Linked DNA regions of Mus musculus: region 1 is linked to region 2. The links are chromatin contacts, called in public Hi-C maps. All regions are on one chromosome and are shown on one strand. Each heading gives the region's core, a stretch centred on a gene start, on an enhancer-like site or on the middle of the called end of the contact. The rest is flanking DNA. Distances are from core to core; before and after follow the strand shown.

Evidence for each region. Hi-C and Micro-C count contacts between places; a contact is called where the count stands out from the background.
Region 1: a Hi-C map of cerebral cortex shows a contact between it and region 2, with 3 times the contacts expected there. The contact joins two enhancer-like sites. A contact is called at or near these places in 1 of 39 promoter capture datasets (hippocampal neurons) and 11 of 484 Hi-C or Micro-C datasets (B cells, the Ba/F3 cell line, cerebellum and 3 more).

What each region holds. Positions count from the first base shown.
Region 1 is chr6:112,194,500-112,200,171 of GRCm38.p6, forward strand. No RefSeq gene overlaps it. Among named protein-coding and RNA genes, the nearest start is that of 1700054K19Rik, 13 kb to the right of the region's middle. Within about 2 kb of position 3,177, at least 21 of the 459 cell types and tissues checked have an H3K27ac peak or open chromatin away from gene starts, as enhancers often do. A contact at or near this core is called in cerebral cortex and cortical neurons, where this site is marked.
Region 2 is chr6:108,874,619-108,881,078 of GRCm38.p6, forward strand. Gm6749 (histone H3.3-like) reads left to right here and starts at 6,176. Exons shown (of 2, transcript XM_017321875.2): 1 at 6,176-6,179. The coding sequence starts at 6,176. Within about 2 kb of position 1,538, at least 93 of the 459 cell types and tissues checked have an H3K27ac peak or open chromatin away from gene starts, as enhancers often do. A contact at or near this core is called in cerebral cortex and cortical neurons, where this site is marked.

The DNA.
Region 1 (5,672 bases), core at 1,927-4,426, 3.3 Mb after region 2:
GCTGTATCTTGGAGGCCTGCTCTTTTCTGAATGGTAACAGAGGGAGAGTGGATCTTAGAGAGGGGAGATGGGAAGAAGCCGGGAGGTGTGGACGGAGGGGAGCCTGTGGTGTGGTTGTTTTGTATGAGAAAAGAATCTATTTTCAATTTTTAAAAAAGCTTTCTCATGCCTAAATTCTGCATCCCATCTTCGTGCCCACTGTGACTTACTGTCTTGCCCAGCTTACTGCCCAAATCCCAGGGAACACCTCAGGACAGAATGCAGAAAGGAATTAATACGCATAGGCTCGTGAGACATGTCATTAAACACTGCCACCCAGATCTGACATGGTGACATAGTCGTTGCAACCACAAGGACTTTAGGAAGAGGTGTCATTTCTCTGCTGAAGTAACCACTGGAAACTTGGGCTGGAAGAAGGGGCTGGGGGGAGGGGAAGGTGGGCAGGGGAAGGAGAAAGATGCCAAAGTGCACCGGAGGAGGTGGGCCGGTCAACACATTGTACTTATGTATGGGACTCAAAATAGAAAAAGGACTTAAAATGGTTGTGGGACAGTGACCCTTCTTGCATATTTGCATATAGGTAGATATGTACATAATGGCATTCCGTGCCTTGCCATCCATCTAGGAAATGGCGGTGTAGACTCAGCACAGCTGCCCCTGGCTCCAGAGTGTGTTCTTGCCCTGTTGTCCAGCTGTGCTTTCTCAGCAGGCTTAGAGGGCTCCAAGCCTGCTGAGCTGGTGCACGCTAGAGCTCAGAGTTCCAGCTCTGGAGCTCATTAGTGAGTAAGCCTTCTCTGAGCTCTAAATCCACACAGGAGTGCGCTAGGTGCACACACCAGGTGGATGTGTTCAGCTAGATTTGCCAGTGAAGCATGGTTACCGTTCTGTTCTTTCTGTGGGATGGGGCAGTGATCCACACCTCTCAGAGGATCCTGCATTGGTCAGTAAGCCCTGCTGTTTCTTTCTGCAGTCAATGCAACAAAACCAACTAGGCTCTAGTCAACTCTGTGTGTCTAGTCAACATGTGTCATTCACTCAGTCAGTCACACATCTGACAGGCAGACACCAGACACCTGCTGAAAAACCCACTGTGGACTCCCAAAAGCTTATAGCCTGGTCAGGGACACAAGCATTAATTCAACTGTCACAAGTAGATGCAAAATGCCTTAGAGTGGTCAATACTGTTCAAGAGAAATTGGTCCCCAGGAAAAGGTAGCAATGAGAATTCACAAGTTCAGAAGGTTGGAAGCTAGTCTCAGGATGTGATGGCCAGCCCCGTGGGAGGAGCTAGAATCATGCAAATGAAGAGAGGAGTCCCAGGTAAAAGAGTATGATGGGAGAGCAAACATGCCAGGATACTGAAGGGGGGATTCCATGAGCATGATCATAAAGCCAGTTATCCACTCTCCTGGGTTTTCTTTGCCTAAGAATGTGTTATAATAAACACTTCCTTATTCCCTTTGGGATGAGAGCTGTGCTTGCAGGGACAAGGCTATGTAAATATTTGCCATTTGTATAATTTAGAGAATAATGGCAAACAGACAAAAACGGCAGTAAAATGTTCCACTCAGATGCATTTTTTTTCCTCAACCATTTTCAATAGAGTTGATCAAATCCATAGATATGGAACCCAATATGGAACTTGTGAGTGAGCATGGCCTGAGACCATAGATTGTCCCAAGCAACATGTTCCACTGTCACAGTAGTTACATGACGTTCTCTACCCACAGGACAAAAGAAAGTCATAAATCAAGATATTACCCTAATGTGTTGGTGGGAACATCAGGTAGGTTACTAAAGGTATTCATGATATCTCAAGATGACCTGCAACATCACAACTCTCCATAATCATGATGTTCTAATCAGCCCTTGTAAATCCTTAGCATAGGTTTGGGTTTTCTCTCTGGGAACTTCAGTTTGGTTCACAGCATGCTTACTCCATTACGTGTATAATTAATCTACAGATGTCTGAGGTACATGGAAGAATTACAGAGGCTATATATAGATGCTGTGCCGTGTTAAGTAATGGTTCTGAAAAGCCTCAGATCATGAGTATCGAGAGATGGTTGTGAGTTCCCCTCTCTTCTACCCATTGTTTGGTGGACTCATGGTCTTCATGAGAAAAACTCAACTCAAACTCACAAACACAAAGAACATATGTAGACCCTAGCCAACAAGTTGGGGGCAGAGGTAGTCTACAATTTTATAAAGAAGACCAAGAGAAGGGTGATTAAGATGATAAGGAAGGATGGGGGATGGTAAAAGGACACAAGAGAGGAATGAAGGGTTGGGGAAGGGGTTATACTGAGGGGTCAGGGGGCAAATCAAGTGGAGGCATAGGGAATGGAGAGCCACAACGCACACTTTGTTTGAAAATGTCACAGCAGTATCTAACACACTATATTTTTTTAATTTTAAAGGATGAAAATAAATAATTATTTTAAAATAGGATCAAAGGGGCTGAAATTTGAAATTTCTTCTCCCATTTCTCCCCACCCCTCATCACCTAACCAAACTATCAATACAAAAACTCCCTGTGGTAGAGATGATAGTTTGACCCACTGTCTTAATACGGGAACTTTTCATTTCTTAGATTGTGTGTACGTAAGACAATTTTACAGCATTGGAACTATTTAGTAATTTGCTTGATTCATTTAATATTATAAATAAGCTCTTTATCATGCAAAACACCCACTTACCCCAGCACCCACATTCAGTGGCTCACCTGATCAATTCTAACAGTTTTAATTATTTTTTTTCCACCAAATTGCTCTACTCTTGAATGGATTCTTATCAAATTGATCAGTTGTATAAGAGTTGAGAAGATATAATGGGATAATTCCATTACGTTTAATTTTAGTGGAAAGATGGGATTCGGGGAGTAAGAAATATCGCTGGGGATTGTGTAGATAATTTTAAACCTGAGGAAATTGAGCTCTCTAATCCGGCTACTGGGAAAAAAAAATCTATTCATTCAATCATCATGTTAACGTTAATGTTATATCCACTGAGCGCACCGTGAGATACTACAGAAATGGCCCCGAATACAGTACAAAGCTCTGCCCCTGGGTAGTATACGTCTTTTCTGCCAATTGCAAATCCACCCTGCTTTGCCCGCACCTTGTGACGTTCTAGTCTGAAGCGGATGCGGTGCCGCTTTGACAGTAGAGGGCGCTGGAGAGACGCTATACGTGGAAACAGCTTCTGACACTGGGTGTGTCCTGCTTACAACTTGGCAGCTGTAGGCTGAGGAGACAGGAGGACACATCTGCTGATTCCCCTCATCCAGGGTGGCTCGGGCAGCACTTCCTGAGTGTTCAATGGAAAAATGAATGCACTCTACGGAGCTCCTGAAGTCTGCCAAGCCAACGTTTGCTAGCTTTAGTAGAGAAGCCAGAGAAGCCGGAAGCAATGTGATTCTGTAAAAGCCTATATCAAATCCCCTGTCTTTAGGAAGCAAACTCTACATTGTGGGGAAACTCTGGTACTGCCTTCCCATAATATTTTTTTCTTTTTTGTAGAGCTCTCTCTCTCTCTCTCTCTCTCTCTCTCTCTCTCTCTCTCTCTCTCTCTCTCTCCCTCCCTCCCTCTCCCTTCCTCCCTCCCTCCCTCCCTCCCTCTTTCCCTTTCTTTCTTTCTTTCTTTCTTTCTTTCTTTCTTTCTTTCTTTCTTTCTTTCTTTCTTTCTTTCTTTCTTTCTTTCTTTCTGCTTGTTGGTTAGGGATTTTCTTAAAAGGGCACCAGCCAGTTTATGGTCTGTCACTTTTTCGCTAAGAGTTTATAAAAACATCTATGGCATCATCTGGTATCAGTCCAGTGGTGCGGAATACATTTCCCAGCCCAATGTCGACAGAATGATTTCCATCCTAGTGATGCCTCCGAGTCAGGTCACAGGGGAACAATGAGGCTTTAGCTTCATGCTCTTCAAGTCAGAAAGAGCCACAGACAGGATCCACCAGGGAACCGCTGGGACCAGTCACCAGCTCTTGTGGAAAGTGAGAAAGCCCAGCTGTCATGGAAATATCCATAAAGAGAGCTACAGCAGCACATATCTGTGATTCACACCTATACAGAGACCTCTCAGGGGACACCCACACGGTAGAACCCAGCTCTGGGAGAATGGGATGGAGTTTAAAACTAAGTGTACCGGAGAGATGTTATGTAGCATAACAGAGTAACACAGAGCATAGCAACTGGAAAGTCTATGCATTTCTAGGGGTGGAAGGATAGACAGGGATCTGGTTCTTTGTGCCCCTGTTGGGGAGGAATTTGCCAACATGCCATTAACATTGTAGCATGCACACACTTATGAGGGTTAGTCCTGGTTGTCAATTTACCTGAGTATGGAACTAAAAGGTGCCCTGCTGGGCATGTTAACGAAGGAATTTTCTCCATAAGGTTATCTGAAGTAAGAAGACCCATAGTAACTGAGGTGCTGCCTTCCAGTGGCAATCGAGACAACTGTGACAGACTAAAGGGTTCCGGCTTATGCCTGCTTGCTTCCACTCTTGCTGGTGAGTCCATCCGTCCTGCTGCTGTTACTACTACATTCTTTCACTGATGTTCAGACCCAGCTTCAGGCTTCCAATATAGACTGAAGACCAATGGCTCTCCGGGAGTCCTTCGGGACTTCAGGGCCAGATTAGAACATCGGAGACTCTTCATGGACTTCATAGACCAAATATTGAGTTCCCAGCCTGTCCCAGTGTGAAGTGGTCATGGTTAGACTCCCTAGACCAAGCTAATAAATATTCATTAAATATGAGTCCAACCTATTTGTCCTGTTCCTCTGGAGAACGCTAACCCAGCCCTGTTAATGACTGGCTGTTTCTGAGTTATCTTCCAGCCCAGTTGACATTAGGAGCAGAGTGTTGACAGCGAGTGGACTGTATTCCAGAAAGTACCACATCCCAGACAACCAAAGAATGAGAGACGACCACAGGGAATGCTAATGAGGCATAGATGCCAATGCCTGATCACTTGACCAGAGGAGCAAACCTGTGTTCCCGAATACACTGCCTGTCTTTGTTTCCTCTGTCTCCATAAAGCCTGCAGACTGGAGATGAGAGAACACAGTTTGAGTGTGCTGATCCACTGCTTTCTCAAATCAAGGCCCTCTGAATAAAACTTGAAGATTCCATTCCTCTTCTGCTCACGGACAGGTTGTGACAGGCAAGGGTTGCGACAGCCCTTGGTCCTCAGGACTAATAAGCCCCTTGGGCCAGAAGATTCTTCAGGATTCCCTGCCCCTGGTTGGCTATGAAGGTCTGCTTCTCAGAGGAGCCTGGAGCTCTGACTACGGTGACTGGTGGGGTTGGGGGTCACTCAACAACCCAGGGATAACATTGAGCCAACTGTGTGTATGCTCTAGGACCCTCAAGGGTGACAGAACTACCTAGAGATTGGCAAGTGGATAGGTGGGCTCAGACCAAGCTCCACGGTCCTCTAAATCTCAGAAGTCCCAGGAGAAACCAGCTCTCCCACCTCAGAAGGTTGTGGGGACCAGGACAGCATCAGGAAGACTAAGACAGACCTTCCCACATTTTCTGGGTCTTCTTTTATGACTCCATAGATGGGTGTGGCTCTCCCAGACTAAGCCAGGTAGAATTTCCCACCCCTTCTGATGAACAGAAGGAGTCACCAGATCGTTTGTGTGTGTGTGTGTGGGGGGGG
Region 2 (6,460 bases), core at 288-2,787:
CATGATGGGATTCGTGTTTTCCTGAGGAAGAGTCACCTACATCTGCCGCTTTGTCATTTAAAAACGGGAAGCTGCCAAGATGCAAAGGGGAAACCACTCTCCCCAGAACCAGGCGATGCACTAGTCCAGGGGCTTGTAGCCTCCAGAACTGTGAGAAAATGAAGCTCGTCCCGTAAACTCCCAAGCTGATAATCTGTTTTGGCAGCTGGAGTTGTGAGTTGAAGACAGTGTGAATGCTAAATCTCATTAAGTGCATTTTAACACGCTAATGATATCTGCTTTCCCAAGTTGTGAAATATAAGTCAGAGATTTAGTTTGTTCTGGTGCAGTGCAAACAATGCCCACAACATCCATCAGGTTATGGGGCAGGGCACATGCACATCATCCCTTGGAGAAACTCACCAGGTATTTGTGATTCGTCCAACCCTGTTGGTTCTAGTGTACCCTTACTCTTTGCCTTCCGGGGCCACAAACAAAGAAGAACAGTTGCCAATAGGTTACTAGAACACTTCTGAGTGGGTCTCTGGGTAGAAAGGGTTTAATTTTTGTAGCTCCCTCATGAAAAGAGCTTTTAATGAAAATGTAGCTATTTGCTTCTACAGTGCCATCGGGACTTGCTGGATCACGGAATCTCAGAGTCTCTTGAACTTGCCTCAGACTGTTCCTGGGAATTAGAGAAGTGCTGTTCAGGGGGCCAGTGGGCAATAAGAAAACCAATAACAACATAGTTTTCATGGCCTCAAGAAAAGGCTTCTAAATATAACTGTAGGTTTTTAGGCCTCTACTTTTAAATGCTATCCAACTGTGGAAAAGGGTCATTTTCTCCCATGGCCTTAAAGACATCCTGTGTTTCAGTGTTAGGTTATAAATATAGTTGCAAATACTGTTCATTTCCACAAGAGACCACTATTGCTTTGCTTTTTCTAGTGGTGCCTGCGGAAAATAGAGTTAGAACAGCCCAGGAGGTGAAAAAAAAATAACTGTTCCCAAACCCCAAACAAACAAAAAACAAAACCAATCTAGTATTTTTAAATATAGCACAGACCCTGTCTCAGAAAAAAAAAAACAAGAAAAAAAACATAGTATAAAATATGATCTCATGGTCCTTTGGAAGCTTGTGTTAAAGTCCTGGTGTGTGTGCTGACTGCAATGAGGGGTGGTGGTCGTAATGAGAACATCACATCTGTGTGGGGGTCTTAGTTGTCGAGTCGCAGGTCTTAAATGTGTGTGACCTGGCTAATACAGTATCCTGTGCTCAGCATTTTCATTTTCCAGAGAGTAATCCTGAGGTGTAGGGAAGGGCCACACACTGCTTAGTTAGATGGCAATAGTTCAGCACCAGCAATAAGAATGGGAAAGGAGAAACGGAGACTCGTTCTCTGGAAAGCACACCAGGGTTTTCTCGGTGTTCAGGTGGGTGGTTTCCTTTTCGTTTGTGACATTGTTTTCAGCTGGACAAGGATATGAGACAAAGCTTAGAAGGCTGCCCCTGTCTCCACACGCAATCAAGAACAATGCCAGATTGGGAGGTTCCCCTCGGGGCTTTCTGAGCCTCTCTTTCTTGTCACCTATCACCACCAGCGGCTTCTCTACTTCCTAGACCCTCCTACTGCTTCCTGTCTGTTTTCAGTTTCCATGAGCTATATAAGCAGAAGACAGGAGCCGTCATCAACAGTTGTGGGACTGAAGCCAGACTCTTCTCCAAATTAGTATTCTTCCCAGGTCTCCTGATTTTCAGCCTGTCACATAGGTTTTGGGAGGTGGTTCAGTCAGTGATGTTCAGAGGCTTGGACGACAAAAGATGGATATGCTTAGCAAATCCTCCTCCCCCCTCCCCCTCCCCTCCCCCTCCCCTCCCCCTTCCCCTCCTCATCCTCCCCCTCCCCTCCCCCTCCCCTCCCCCTTCCCCTCCTCCCCCTCCTCCTCCTCCCTCTCCTCCTCCTCCCCCCTCCCCCTCCTCCTCCTCCTCCTCCCATCTACTCTCTTTTCAGCTACAGCTCGTAGTTCTGAGACTACATCAGAGTTCTCCTTTGTGATCTCTTTATGGCTTTGCTACTGGACAGTGGTCCTCAGACTTGAATATGAATCCCTGGGAGTGGCTGCTAAACCATTTCCGACAGCAGGAAATCAGACTCCACCTTTCAGAGGAGTCTGAAACACAGGATGTCTTTAAGGCCATGGGAGAAAATGACCTTTTTCCACAGTTGGATAGCATTTAAAAGTAGAAGCCTAAAAACCTACAGTTATATTTAGAAGCCTTTTCTTGAGGCCATGAAAACTTTGTTGTTATTGGTTTTCTTATTGCCCACTGGCCCCCTGAACAGCACTCCTTTCTCAGGTGGTCCAAGATCCCTCAGTGGATCACAGCACTGAGAGTTTGCTGGGAGACTATTGCCCTGTCTGGCCCTCAAATCCTTCGGGGACTGATTTAACAAGGATTGCAAAAGTGGCTACCTGCTTTCCATCCCTATGGACTCTGCTGTTCAGTAGCTGTTGCATTAGCATGGGAAAAACTGTAGAAAGAGGCAGTCTCCCCAGGAGAACTTGTTTCTTACAAATGTGGCTTCTGAAATAGCAGCCACACCACTTGGGAACTGGTCAGCTGTGCATATTTAAGGGCCACACTCCAAACATACTACACGTGAAACTCTTGGAGATCAGACCCTGGCCCCCCTGTGCAGTAAAGAGCTGGCTCGGTGAGTCCCAATAAAGATGCAGCTTTCCCAATGTGAGGGTCGGGGTCCCTTCCTCTGTACCAGGTGTGACATACCTTGAGATCTATTTGTTATGTCCCTGTTGTCTGCAGTTTCCATATCCCAGTTTTCAATTTCCTATGGTCAATTGAAGACCAAAAATACTAAATGGAAAATTCTAAAAATAAGCAAGTAGTAAGTTTTATGTTTATTATAGAACGTTGTTGTGATTGTCTTGTTTTTACTATCACTGCTAATTTCTTCTAACTTTTCCTAATTTAGAAGATAAACTATCATAGGTATCAATAGGAAGATAAGAGCATATATGGGGATCAGTAGTACCGTCTACGATTTAAGGCACTCCTGGGGGGTTTGGAACCCATCCTTTGTGATAAAGGGGAATTTCCAGCCTTAAGCTTACAGGAGCAAGGATGGGAGCTGTTCCCCGCTCTCCTGTGTGTGTGGACAGTGAGCATCTATTAAGCATCTATTAGGTGTACTCATAAATGGTTATTTATTTATTTTACTCTCTAATGTTATCTTGTTGCCTAGCCTATGTGTTATTAATAGGTGAAAGGTAGTTTGCTACTTCAGACTCAGTTATTCAACAAATACTAAGTACTATTATGTACCAGGTATTCCTAACACAAGTGGGAATATGGTGATGTAATTATGCCTTTGTATAAACAAACAAACAAGCAAACACTACACCTTAGTTACTTCCTTCTTTCTTTCTTTCTTTCTTTCTTTCTTTCTTTCTTTCTTTCTTTCTTTCTTTCTTTCTTTCTTTCTCTTCCTTCCTTCCTTCCTTCCTTCCTTCCTTCCTTCCTTCCTCCCTCCCTCCCTCCCTCCCTCCCTCCCTCTCTCTCTCTCTCTCTCTCTCTCTCTCTTTCTTTCTCTCTTTTTTCCAAGACAGGGTTTCTCTGTATGGCCCTGGTTGTCGTGGAACTCACTTTGTAGACCAGGCTGGCCTCGAACTCAGAAATCCACCTGCCTCTGCCTCCCGAGTGCTGGGATTAAAGGCGTGCGCCACCAAGCCCGGCTCCTTAGTTACTTTTTTATTGCTATCAAAAACCACCATGACCAAGACAACTTATAAAAGAAAGTACTTAGTTTGAGGGCTCATAGTTCAGGGGATCAGAGTCCATGACCATTGGTGGGAAACATGACAGCAGGTAGGCAGGCATAGTGTTGGAGCAGTAAGTTAGAGCTTACACACTGAGACAACAACCAGAAGGTAGAGAGAGTCTGAGTTAACTGGGGATAACATGTGCTTTTAAAACTTCAAATTCCACCTCTAGTGACACACCGTCTTCAACAAGGCCACATCTTCTAATCTTTCCCAAACATTCCTACTGAGGACCAAATATTCAAGTATATGAGCCTACGGAGGCCATTCTTATTTAAATTACTACACAGTATAATAGCAAACAATAGCCAGAGCTTTGAGGCGGAAATAGGGGCTGAGGATAGTTATTTGGGTGAAGAGGCAGCTACCTGTATTTTCTTGAGTAGCAGAATGGCTGCTTCCGTATTTGTTTTAATCCTTGCACTGGGAAGACCATGTAAAAGAAACTTTGATTCTGTTGGAACTGTCATCTCTGAGGCTTACTGACCTCATCTGCTAATCTCAGCCTAGTCCCGGAAGCTTCTAGCCTCCTCTCTACAATCTTATCTAGGCCTAGAATGTTTTCAGCCTCCAATTTATAAATACATTTACCCTTTCTTATCCTTTCAGAGCTCTGACTGGCTGGTTAAACTCAGCTGTCCTGGCTCAAACTCCTCTTCAAGCTGACTGATTCAATCCATCTTCTTTCTTGGGCTCTGACCGAATTGTTCTGCTTGGCCTCAAACTAACTCTGGCAATCTGTTCTAACTTATCGTCTTCTCATTCTCTGGCTCATTCTTCCTTTACCCGTGTCTAGCTTGCTTTCTCTCCAACCTATCTCGCTAAAACTCTCCCAGGAATCTGCCTTCTCTCCTTTCTCTCTCTTTGCACTGCTCTCCTAAGCAGCTTCCCTTTCCTCTCTCTTCTCATGAGAATCGGACGCATCCTATTCTGTCAGATCTTTGATTTGTCACTTTGTGTGCCCTTCAGTCAGACATTACTTTGAAACATGGGTGTTTCCTTCTGCAACCTAGCTTTACCTTTCCTGTTTGGGATTAAGGTGTGTACTAAGTCCGTGTCTGAAGTCCAGCCAGAGGGATTAGAGATGAGTGCTAAGGCTGAGCCACACCACTACTATAAGCAGGGTTTCCCAGTAAACAACAGTCTCATGGTTCACAGTGTGATCAAATATCCTGCAACAAGAACACCTTGGTTTTCACCCTGTGTCTTTCAGTCCCCAAAGTTCCATCTTCCTTATCCACTGTTTTGGGAGCAGGAACAGGACCAAGATCTGTGAAATCAAAGCATCTATCACTTTAGCTCCAGCAACGGGCACAAGCTATGTAAGGGGAATTCAGCTGGGCGCTTTTCCTAGATGATACTGGGAAGACAAAAAGAAGATCCTAGCAGCACTTGATGGAGTTATCAGGATGTGGGGATTTAATCTTGAGGTTTCTAGGGACCACTGGGAGATACCAGATTTCCCAAGTTGCAAAATATACTCAGTGTGCAGTGGAGAGAAGGGAGGGGCCTGGACCACATCATTTGAATGGCTAGATCCTCAAGCCAATACTTCTAGACATTTCAGTTTTATCAGTAGCTATATTGCACTTATGTTGGTACCGGTTTTTGTCCCTTCGAGCACAAGGACTCGAAATATTAAACCTAGTGAACACACATTTATTACCCATTTCTGCTACTTTTTGGCTGAGCCAATTAGATTCTTTGTGACAAGGGTAGGTTGAGGGGGTTCATGCAAGAGGAGAAAGTCTGCAAGACCTAACGTAGGTGTTCAGGAAGAGGTGAGTAGATCCCAGAAAACAATGCAACAGTAACAACAACAATAGGCTAACATCTCTTTCAGGGTAACCAAATGGCATTCAGGATTTGTGTTTAAGAAATGTGACTTAGTTCCCAGTGAAGAACAAGAGGCTGAATTGGTTTTTTTTTTCCCCCTCTAGTTTTAGACTTCAGATGGCACTGGCTAGACTGGTTGAGGGGAGACATTCCCCCCCTTCCCTCTTTTCAATGAAATACAATTACACTGAATTCATGGTATTCATTGTGTCAAATTCCTATGTTTCCTGGCACTGGCTGAAGAGATATATAATACGATCCTGATAAGGCTTCTCTTTCTGACTCAGACTGTATGCAGATAGATAACACTTTCTTTGGGCAACACTTTCTTTTTTCTCAGAATTATTTTGGGGCTAATTTACATTAACTCTTAAAAAAAGAAAAAGAAACCACACATCCATCATTTTGAAAACAGATTTCAACAAGAAAGAAGTAAAATTTGCTCAGCCAAGACACCCACCACAAGGTTTGGTTTTAATAATACACACAACAGGAATGGGGGTGAGGGAGCGAGCTAATGGGTAAACGCTTCTAGCTGGAAGAGGTGGGGCAGGAAGTGCTTTTTCCAGCCAAGAACAGTCTCTAATACATCACTGCAACCCTGACAACCCCGGAGGGGCAAGGATGCAGTGGTGGTCTGGAGGAGTAACTTTTTTATTTTTAAGATTTAGTTTTAGTGTGTGTGTATGTGTGTGTGTGTGTGTGTGTGTGTGTGTGTGTGTGTGTGTCTGTGTGTCTGTGTGTCTGTGTGTCTGTGTGTCTGTGTGTGTCTGTGTGTGTAGACCTGCATGTCAGATGCTCT